Linked DNA regions of Sus scrofa: region 1 is linked to region 2. The links are chromatin contacts, called in public Hi-C maps. All regions are on one chromosome and are shown on one strand. The core of a region is the stretch at or near the end of the contact, and the rest is flanking DNA. Distances in the headings are between cores, read along the strand shown.

The links. A called contact is a pair of places that touch in the nucleus more often than the background predicts.
Region 1: a Hi-C map of liver shows a contact between it and region 2, with 4 times the contacts expected there. The contact joins the promoter of ACOT13 here to the enhancer-like site in region 2. A contact is called at or near these places in 1 of 5 promoter capture datasets (liver) and 7 of 47 Hi-C or Micro-C datasets (brain, heart right ventricle, liver and 1 more).

What each region holds. Positions count from the first base shown.
Region 1 is chr7:19,499,179-19,504,596 of Sscrofa11.1, reverse strand. ACOT13 (acyl-CoA thioesterase 13) reads right to left here and starts at 1,960. Exons shown (of 3, transcript NM_001244979.1): 1 at 1,754-1,960; 2 at 1-158. The coding sequence starts at 1,834. It overlaps TDP2 (tyrosyl-DNA phosphodiesterase 2), which reads left to right and starts at 2,160. Exons shown (of 7, transcript NM_001243686.1): 1 at 2,160-2,365; 2 at 2,450-2,535. The coding sequence starts at 2,201.
Region 2 is chr7:19,430,703-19,436,311 of Sscrofa11.1, reverse strand. It overlaps KIAA0319 (dyslexia-associated protein KIAA0319 homolog), which reads left to right. Exons shown (of 22, transcript XM_005665630.3): 4 at 1,197-1,389; 5 at 4,229-4,327. Among named protein-coding and RNA genes, the nearest start is that of KIAA0319, 54 kb to the left of the region's middle. Within about 2 kb of position 4,326, at least 5 of the 83 cell types and tissues checked have an H3K27ac peak or open chromatin away from gene starts, as enhancers often do. A contact at or near this core is called in liver, where this site is marked.

The DNA.
Region 1 (5,418 bases), core at 711-3,210, 71 kb before region 2:
GGTGCTCCCCTTTCTGTGCATAGCAGAGCATATGTGGATACACAATCCACTAAGGTGGCTGTCATGCCACCATGGAGAGTGCCCATTTTATTGGTATGCTCTTCCTCTACTTTCATTTCACAGATCACTTTCCCAGGGACAGCAGAGACAACAGTCATCTAAGTATTAAAAAAAAAAAAGAATTTTGAATATTCAGTGATATTAGAAAGCCCAGACAACCAATCAAGAACTATCACTGGATTAAACTGAGTCACTCCCAAAAAGTTGATTCAGAAATTCAAAAAGTTACCAATCTCTCTACATAGAAATTAATTATGATGTGAATTTTTTTTTTTTTTTTTTGCTGTTGGTTTAATTTATTAGTGTTTGACAGCTGATGTGAATTTTTGTTGTTTTTGTTGTCTTTTTGCCTTTTCTAGGGCTGCTTCAGAGGCACATGTAGGTTCCCAGGCTAGGGGTCTAATCGGAGCTGTAGCCACCGGCCTATGCCAGAGCCACAGCAACTTGGGATCCAAGCTGCGTCTGCAACCTACACCACAGCTCACGGCAATGCCGGATCCTTAACCCACTAAGCAAGGCCAGGGATTGAACCTGAAACCTCATGGTTCCTAGTCGGATTCATTAACCACTGAGCCACGATGGGAACTCCATGAACTGTTTTTAAATAAGTAATATAAGGGAAAAACAGGAGTATTTGTGAATCTCCACTCCTGCAGAAATCAAACATTCCATCTGAGCTTTTCAGCCTCAGTATACAACCTGACATCTCGTACATGTCTCCTGAGAGACAAGGCCTAGATCATGCTACCTTAAAATTTATAGTAAAAGGAACGGTTCCTGACTGATTTATAGATCACTATGCATAAACCTATACTTTAGCCTAAGCAAATGTGCCCACAAGAAACATAAACTACAAAATCCATTTTAGATCAAATTAACAAACACAGAGCACTTACTATGATGCTGACCTATGCAGTTAATACAGTAGCCACCAGTCACCTGTCAGTATTAAGTCCTTGAAACATGGCTAGTATGATGCTAAGATGTGCTGTAAGTAATTTCAAAGATTCAGTACAAAAAGTTAGTACTCTTCTATATTGATTAAAAGTATTTAATGTTAAAAGTATTTTGGGTATAATGAGCTTAAGATATTTTACTAAAATTTAACTTCCTTTTTTAAATGTTTACAACATTATAATGTTGCTATTATAAAATACCGCATTCCACATGGAATCTGGAAGTGCGGCAGGGGGAACTTACCCCCACTCACCCCTCCTCACAGTTTAACTTTTCAAACACCAGTAGGAAGAATGAAGATTTTTCTCTTCCTCCAGTAAAAACTCAGCTAATGAGAAGCCTCCGCAACTCAACCAAAGAGAACCACAACAACCCGGACTCGACTCTCCTCAATGACTTGTTCAAAACAGCCCCTCTCAAACTTTCCTCTCCTCTTTATAAAAGAACAGTTGAGAACCTGCCTATGGTTGCACGTCCCATAGCAAATTCCTCTGCTATTCCCAAATAGCTCATTTTGCTGGCAAAGCCACTTACCTTTTTGTTTTTAAAGACTGACAGATCAATGGAGGCACACCTAGCACATAACTGTGCTCCATTACAATAGAAATCATTACTACTAAGGTCAGTTTCGGGACGCAGGCCAAAAGAATCTACCAGAGACAATTTATCCAGCGCTCACCACGAACTACGCAAGGTGCTTTCTCTTCATTAGAAACCGTAGCTTCGCATCCAATACCTTTTCCAAAATTCTGTCAAAACACGAACTCTTGCCTAGGAGCTTGAGGACCTCCTGCAGATTCTTTGTCATACAGCTCATTGTGGTCTGTTCTCCAGCTCCTAGGCCCCAGAGCTTTTTGGAGGAGCAGGACGCCCACAAGTTCGCAGAAGTACCAGGACGCAAAGGGCAGGACGTCCCCTCGCGCGCTCCCGCCACCGCCGTTCTCTCTGTGTTTGCGCACAGAGGCGTCACGGCTCATCGTGACCGCGCGCGCAAGCGCTGTTTTGCCCTTGCCAGCCCGGGGCCTCCCTTTCTGCTGCGCAGGCGCGTTAACGTCCTCCAGGAGCGGAGTGCGTTTCTCTCCCGGCTGTTAATGCGCGAGCGCCGGGGTGTCGGGCGCCTGCGCAGAGCCGGGGGCCTGCCCCCTGGCCGGAGTCTGGGGGACGAGCCGGCAGCTGGGAGGCGATGGAGCAGAAAAGCGGCCTGGAGGATGGACCGGAGCTGGAGCAGGAGGAGGGAGAGCCCGAGGTGAAGAAGCGCCGACTTCTGTGTGTGGAGTTTGCCTCGGTAGCGACTTGCGACGCTGCCGTGGCTCAGTGCTACCTGGCCGAGAACGATTGGGAGATGGAAGTACGCTTTTGCTGTTTCTCTTTCCCACTCTTTACTTTGGTGGGTGCAGTGCACACGTCCCATCCCTGTGTCTTTGTTTTTCAGAGAGCGCTGAACTCCTACTTCGAGCCGGCCGTGGAGGAGAACGCTTTAAAAAGTCGTCCTGAGACCCCCAATGAGCCCGAGTCCTGGTGAGCGACGACTGGGCCATGGGGGGCTCGTCCGGACGGAGGCATTTGGGTATCGGGTGGCGTTGGGCATCCTGGGACCTGCTGTTGGGCGGGCGGGGTGGAGTAGAGGCAGTTCTCCCGTCAGGATTGCCGGAGGCGGAGGGGTTGTGGTGCCGCGGAAGGAGATGCGCCCCATCAGCTGCCCGAGGTCCAGGCTGTCACTCGAACTTTGGAGTGCGGGGAGAAAGTATCCTTACATGTCATTTTCGACTCGATTTATATATAGGAACTGTGTAAGCGAGAGTTTTGAAACAAATGAAACAAATCCTTTACTGAAGAGTGGTAACTTGGAAGTCGTCTTGCTTCCTATATTGCTGTTTGGCCGACCAGAAAATAGTTTTTATAAAATGCGCATCTTGCCCGTTTTTCGAGTGTTCCTCCCCCAGTTCGCGCACTACTGCTCCTGAAATCCAGGTGCTTTACAAGTTCCTCCACGGTTTGACCACTGTCTGTTGTTCCGGGTTCCTCCCCTGTCACCCTCTCTTTCCTACCCCACAAAACTTCCATGCGTATCAGACTTTCCCTCTCTCCATTGGAATATTTTCTTTTGCCCTTCAACCTAAAGATATTTATCACTTCTACCTAGAACCTTTTTCTCCTTCCTTGCTGAGTAATAATAATCTTAAAAGCCAAGTTTAGCCATGACTTATTTCCAAGAAGCTTTCCCCGATCTTCCGAGTATGGATAAGGTTCCCTTCTTAGGTAATTCTCTAGCATCCTGCCTCACCCCTGTCATAACAACTTAGTTCATATTATAATTGCTCTTTAGTGTTTTTGTATCTCCAGCGAGGCTACCTGTGTGGTAAAGACAATATCTATCATGTTTGTCGATTAGACTGATACAATATTTGGCTTGTAATAAACTTTCAGTAAATCGATATTGAGTATATAAAGTTCTCCCAGCTGTATGGGCAGCCTCTACAGTTAAACTGTACATTTTTCTCCCTTTGATCTTTTCAGCTGTCTTGGCTTGCATCTGATAAGATCATTTCATTAGACTCCTTTTCTATCTGCCTGACCTGTAACTGGGAAATTGTTTACCCATCCACAAGTGACAACTGTGGCTCCCATGTTGTTATAACTAGAGCCACTTAGATTAGTAGCTCTTCACCTAGCCCATGCTGGCCAGTCAGATCCTCTGGCTTGGGCTTAGGACCAAGAATGTTAAGTGAATCTTGCTGCCAAGCTGAAGCTGTACATGTTAACTCAGTACCTGTTAGGGACATACCCATCCTCTTTTGTGCATGGGGAAGCTGAAAATACTGGGTTGCAGAGAGAGAATGAAGCAAAGGGAAGCTGAGTAGGATTGAAAGAAAGCCTCGATTGCACTTCCTTAGGGGTAGCTATATTCCTGTAACTGGTTCTTTGACATGTTACTGTTTCCTTGTAAATCCCTCTGTTTTCCTCAGACTAGCCTGTGTTAGCATCTGTTAATTGCCTCCTAAATTGTGGCCAGTAAGAAAATTGGAACAAAATAGTCCCTTAGAAAAAATGTGGATGGAGCTGAGTGATGTTGGGATGGAAGACCGTTAGGAGTCTCCAAGCCCCGAATCATAACCTGGCAAAAAAAACAAGCAAAGTGTGATTCGGCTGTGGTTTGTTGTTCCTTGAGATTCAGATCAAGTGCCAGTGAGAGTGAGGCTTTATGTATAGAATAGAATAAGAATCCACACTAATATAAATACATTTGTCCAGGAATGATGGGAACACTTTGCCTTACAGTAGAATTCCAACTACTAAATGTAGTAGGTATGGTAGGAAAAAACAACCATTTGGGAACTATCATGATAGTAATTGTTTCAGACAGGAATCGTCAATGGATACTAATAGATGAAAGTTGATGAAAAACAGTATCTAGGTGGTCTCACAGTACCTACCCACAAAATCCTTACTGCATGGGGGAGATCATAAAAGTTAACGTGGCCAGTGTTGGGGGCAAACCTGTATCAGGTGCCTCCTGATATGATGCACTGAGGAGGACACACTATCACTTCTGTGTTACTCCTGCCAAAAAATACACAGTCTGAGTCTAATCATAAGAGAACATGAGACAAACCCAACCTGAAGGATATTCTACAAAATCAATGGCTTGTATTCTTCAAAAATATCAAGGTCAGGAGAGAAAAAGCCTGAAGAAGTATTCTGGATTATCAATGATAATTTCCTGATTTTTGATAATTGTACTAGAGTGTACATGTATGTCCTTACTTTTAGGACATACATTTAAAAGTGTTTACGGAAATGTTTCAGAATAGAAAGAATAAAGCAAGTGCATGTTAAATTAAGTAAACTGTTAACCTTTATCTGGCTGAATGGTGAGTAGAATTCTTACTGTTTTCTGAAAGTCCGAAATTATTTCAAAAAAAGTTTAAAAGTTAACTAGACTTGTGATCATTTAAAAAACATTTTTTTTAATTTTTTTGCTTTTTAGGGCCATACCCACTGCATATGGAGGTTCCCAGGGTAGGGGTCCAGTCAGGGCTACAGCTGCCGGCCTACACCAGCCACAGCAACACCAGATCCGGGCAGTGTCTGTAACCTGCACCATAGCTCACGGCACCGCCACCGGATCCTTGACCCACTGAGCAAGGCCAGGGATGGAACCCACATCCTCATGGATCCTAGTTGGGTTCGTTAACTGCTGAGCCACAACGGGAACTCCAAGGTGGTGATCATTTCACAGTGTATACAAATCATTATATTGTGTACCTGAAACTAGTAGAATGTTATATGTTATACTTCAATTTAGAAAAAAACATTTTTAAAGAAGTTAAAACATTGGCATTACAGTCACTTTTTTTGGAGGTTCCCAGGCCAGAGGTCAAATCGGAGCTGTAGCCACTG
Region 2 (5,609 bases), core at 3,077-5,576:
AAGGCAAAAAATCAAAAAAAAAGGATATCAGTACTTAAGTTAGAATAATGAAGAAAGCTGCATTGGATTGACTCTATGTTATAGTCTCAACTATTAAAGATTCCTCAACATTTTTTAAGTGGTGAGATTATCAGAAGTTTTTTTTTTTCTGCTCCCATGTATTTTTCTGTCCTTTTCAAAGTTTTCATATTTTTCCGTCCTTGTAATTGTCTTAAAATATTTAAAGCTTTCAATTAAAAAAAATAAAGTAGCAAAGATGAACCGTGTTCTCTCCCCGTATCACCAATTATTAACACGTTTTACCTTCTTTTGTGTGGCTAAGTGAACTGCAGAAAAGAGCAGCTGTGTTTTCACTGAACACCATGCGCCCCACCTCCACTTAATATTTGAGTTACAGCTTTTCTTTCCCCTTTGGGTCATTGATTATCATGTTCTGAGACTTTTCCCCCGGCACATAATATTTAGAACTTTAAGTTGGCTAACTCTATAACCATAACTTTAAGTTATACTTTATGTATAATGAGTGGAATGAATGCAGATCATTTATTCTAGAAGCCTGCTCATTGTTGAATTATCGGATTTCCTTCAGTTATTGCCTTGCTGATTAGTTCAGTGGCTGCTGTAAGTATTTTCTCTCCTTTTATCTTTTTTTTTTTTTTTTTTGTCTTTTTGTCTTTTTCCAGGGCCACACCCATGGCATATGGAGGTTCCCAGGCTAGGGGTCTAATCGGAGCTGTAGCGACCTGCCTACGCCAGAGCCACAGCAACACAGGATCTGAGCCATGTCTTCGACCTACAGCACAGCTCACGGCAATGCCAGATCCTTAACTCACTGAGCGAGGCCAGGGATCGAACCGCAACCTCATGGTTCCTGGTCAGATTCATTGACCACTGAGCCACTACAGGAACTCCTCTCTTTTTCTCTTGAATACCTCCCGTGTGTGTGTGTGTGTGTGTGTGTGTTTGCCCCTAACAATTGTCCAACCCAGAGTTGCCTGACATTTTTAGTAGATAGCAGAGAATATTTGAAAGAGGTGGTCTAGAGTTCCAGTGATTTGCGGTATTAGACATGGTGTTTCAAATGCTACTGAATCTAATTTAGGAAAATCGTCAATGACAGGTGTTGGCTTGAAGAGTTCAACCTCTTCTTTCTTTCTTTTTCTTTCCCATAACAATTTATCCTTGTGATCTCCTAGGTTCTAATGCCTTCCCGTAGTCCTCCTCTAGCCAGCCTGGAGTTCAGCCCGGCCACCATGGAGGAAAGCCCAGTTTCCACAGTCATGCCGTGGAGCCCAGAGCATAGCATTTCAACTCTTCCCGCCAGCACTGTTCCCACTGAGTCCCCCCTATCTGAGCAACCAGCATCTACTCCCACGGCTCCCAGGGCAGGTAACTTTAAAAATACAATTGGAGGAAGCAGACTGAAGACACGCTGTAGAATCTAGTAGTGACAGCTCTGAAAATTGACCTGTTCTCTCCAAGCACATTGTTGAGCAGCTGTCCTGTGCCCAAAATGTCGCAAGGTGCTGGGAATAAAAAGATGAATAGAGGTGTTCCCATTAGGGCTCGGCAGTAACGAATCCAACTAGTATCCATGAGGATGTGGGTTCGATCCCTGGTCCCGCTCAATGGGTTAAGGATCCAGCATTGCCATGAGCTGTGGTGTGGGTCGCAGACATGGCTCAGATCTGGCATTGCCGTGGCTGTGGTGTAGGCTGGCAGCTGCAGCTCCGATTTGACCCCTAGCCTGAACTTCATATGCTGTAGTGCAGCCCCCAAAAGACAAAAAACAAACAAATGAACAAATAAGATGAATAGATATTGTCTTTTCCCTCCATGACTTCTATAGCCCGGGGCAAGACAGATAAATAGATGGTTTGATGCAGTACAGTAGGTGCTGTGAGAGGCTGCTGAGGGAGCTGAGAGGGGACAACCCGCCTGATCCCCTCGGAAGAGCCGCAGAAGGTTTTCCAGAGGTGATAAAGCTAGGACAGATGAGCCAGCTGAAGTGGGGTTGGCCTGCTGTTCAGGTTGAGAGAGCGACATGTGCGATAGCAATAATGATAATGATATTTACTGAGCACTTGCCCAGTGCCAGGCACCATGCTTGGCATGCCGCACCCATCACCTCCTTCATTGCCTATGCACAGGAACAGAGGGACAAGGTTCACAGGGCATTTCAGGAAGAGCTTTAAGGAGTTCGTTGTGGCTGGAACTGATCACGTAAATGGAATGGAAATGGCAAGGTTGGGTCTGGAGTGGTGAGCAGACAGTGTCTTGAAGGATCCTGTGTTTTTTGCTAAGGAACTTGTGTTTTGTTGGATGGGTGGAGAGAATCCCTGAATGATTTTAAGTAGGAAAGTGAAGTGATCGGATTGGTATCAAGACAAGGGTATGGAGCTGACTAGAAGCAAGAGGATGCATTAGAAAACTGTAGTGAGTGGTTGCAAGGATGGAGAGAAGGAACCAGATTTGAGACATATTAAAAGGGCAGAACTATTAGGATTTGATAAGTGGCTGGCGGTCAGGATGAAAGCGAAAAGGACTCTAAGATGAACGCATGGGACTGAGAATTAGAGGAGCAGTTGGGCTGAAGATAAAGGCAGAGGTGTCATCAGTGCGGAGGTGATAGTTGAAGGCCCTCCAGGGAGAGTGTGGGGGTGAGCTGGGGAGAGGCCTGAGGGTGGGAACTTTGGAGGTGGCATTACATCAGGAGCTTGAAGAGCAGAAGGAGCTGCCCGAGTGGCCGTGACAAAGAGGAAGGAGAGAAAGGAGAGCATGGACGGAGGGAAGGAGAGAGGAGAGGGTTCCATGTTGGAAGAAGTGATGAGCGGGCCATGTGTTTGTTACAGGAGGACGGAAAAGCTCCCATCGGATTTACTACTAAAGAAGTTAGAGATTTTGTCATGTGGCCTGAGCCTTTTTGTGGGTCATATACTTTGATGATCACCCTCTCTTCCTTGGTTATTTGATCCTGAGCTTCAGTAGAGAGAAGGATAATGGTGGAGGAGAAGCTGTGTAGTATACTGAAAGGGAGACTGCCTAGGAATTAGCATCCTTGGGTTCTAACGGCACCTGTTGCATAGACTGTTAGAGGATAAAGTTAATGGATCATTTTAAAGCCCTTGGAAAAGTGCCTGGCACAGTTTAATCTGGTAAATAAGTGGCTATTGAGATAAATACATTTGAATTAGTTAAATGTTGGTGGATTTATGGCACGTGATCCACATAGTCTCGAACAACTTGCATTACCTTTGTAGGGCTCAGTTTCTTCATCTGTGAAGTGATGGGTTTGGTCTCATGTCCTTTCTAGGTCCATAATTGCTCATTTTTCTTACAAAGAGTCAGTGAAAGTGACAGGAAAGAGGAGCCAGAGAGGACAGCGAAGCCGCTGCAGCTGGTCTAGGAAGGCACTTGAGGGGCTGAGTGTAGACTGAGAGGAGAGAAGTGGATTTAAATGAGCATCTCCAAGCAGTTGGGACCTCTAGAAAGCACTCAGATTTTTTTTTCTTAGTCTTTGTTCTTCTCTATGTGGTATCTTGACATATCTCAATTGTATTTTTTTTAAGAGAAATAAAGTCCAGTTGAGTCAAGCCAATTGAAGGTATTTTTAGAGCAAGGAAACGAGCATTATTCTGAATGCCGATTTAGTGGATGAGTGGTTTTACTGAGAGTGAATGTTCCTCCTGCTTGAGTTAAAATCACCTTTTTATATTGAAATTGACTGTTTTTTTCCTCAAAAAGTTTCCAGGGGCAAGGCCATTGCGGTAATTCATGCGGTTACTATCAGAAAGACTGAGTGATGTGTGACTAATGATACAGAAACACTTATGACAACACTCCATCTCTTTATGACTGAAAATAGCACATACCAGGGAGTCAAGCAAAGCTGGTAGCAAGAGAGAAAATAGACCCAATCCACAGTACCCCACCTGTTTCACACAACTCTTGTCACCGGCACTTTGCTCAATCTGAAACATTATTTTCTCCACAGTGCCTACTCACATAGACAGTTTTAAATGTACCAGATCAACCCTGCAGCATAATACAGGGTATAGTTGTTACTTGCCAGAGAGACAAAGTGTCCTAGATAAAGTTGCATAAAGAACTATTGCAAAAGTGTGTTATTTTATTTTATGGATGCTAAGAACAAAAACAAATATATTACAGGGCAGTAATATAACATGAAAGTACATAATGAGACGTACTATTTCTAATTAACCTTTAGTGAAAGAACTCATGGTGTCTGCTGGCGATAACCTAATAATAACTTTACCGGAAAACGAAGTTGAACTGAAGGCTTCTGTTGTGCCAGTGCCCCCTGCAGGTGAGAACTGGACTTTGCTCTGGGACCAGTAGAGGCTTTTCGCTGGCATGTCCTTAAAGGGTCTTGACTAGTTAGTTACAACATTGATTCATTTTCAGAACATTGTGAATGTCGCTCTGGAGCGGATGTCACTCCAGAGGCTTTGATGATCATCAGCATCAAAGTTGAAACGTTTAAAATGGAGTGAGGGGATAGGAAATTAAATATGACACGTTTCCTATAATTGGTCAGGATAGAAAGTCATTTGTTTCTGATGGTGCAAAGCAGAGTGATATCTTAGAACAAGAGAGGTTTATACATACCAGCCTTTGGCTTGTAATGACCCACAGAGCCTGGAAAGAGTCCACTGTCAGGTAAGGAAGGTAGCATGTACACAAAGGTTTGTTTGCAGATATTTCGTGATAACACAGCTCTGAGGTTCTCGGGATCCTCACCCCAGCTGTTCAGACATGTTTTTTTAAAATGCTCTTTCTTTGCCAGTTCAGCACTCTGCTACTGAGCGCACATTTGACCTATTCCTGTGACCTGTCAAATGTATTCTTTCTTTTAAAATTATATTTTATTGACATGTAGGTGATTTACAATATTGTGTTCATTTCTACTGTACAGCAAAGTGATTCCGTTATACATATATATATACATTCTCCTTTATATTCTCTTCCATTATAGTTTATCACAGTTTATTGAGTATAGTTCCCTGTGGTATACAGTTGGACCTTGTTGTTTATTCATCCTATATATGATAGTGTGCTTCTGCTAATCCCAAACTCCCAATCCATCACTTTCCCACCCTCCTTCCTCCCCTTGGCAACCACAAGTCTGTTCTCTATGTCTGTGAGTCTGTTTCTGTTTTGCAGATAAATTCACTGAAGTCATATTTTAGATTCCACATATAAGTGACATCATATGGCATTTGTCCTTTACTGACTTACTCCACTTAGTGTAATAATCTCTAGGTCCATCCATGTTGCTGCAAATGGCGTTATTTCATTCTTCTTTATGGCTGAGTAGTACTCCATTATATATATGTACCACACCTTCTTTATCCATTCATTCATTGATGAATATTTAGTTGTTTCCATGTCTTGGCTATTGTGAATAGTGCTGCTATGATCTTAGGGATGCATATATTTCTTTGAATTATAGTTTCGTCTGGATATATGCCCAGGAGTGGGATTGCTGGATCATATAGCAACTCTATTTTTTATTTCTTAAAGTATTTTCATTCTTAAGGTGTTTGACTATTTCTCATAAATATTAATTAGTTCCCTATTCATTTTCC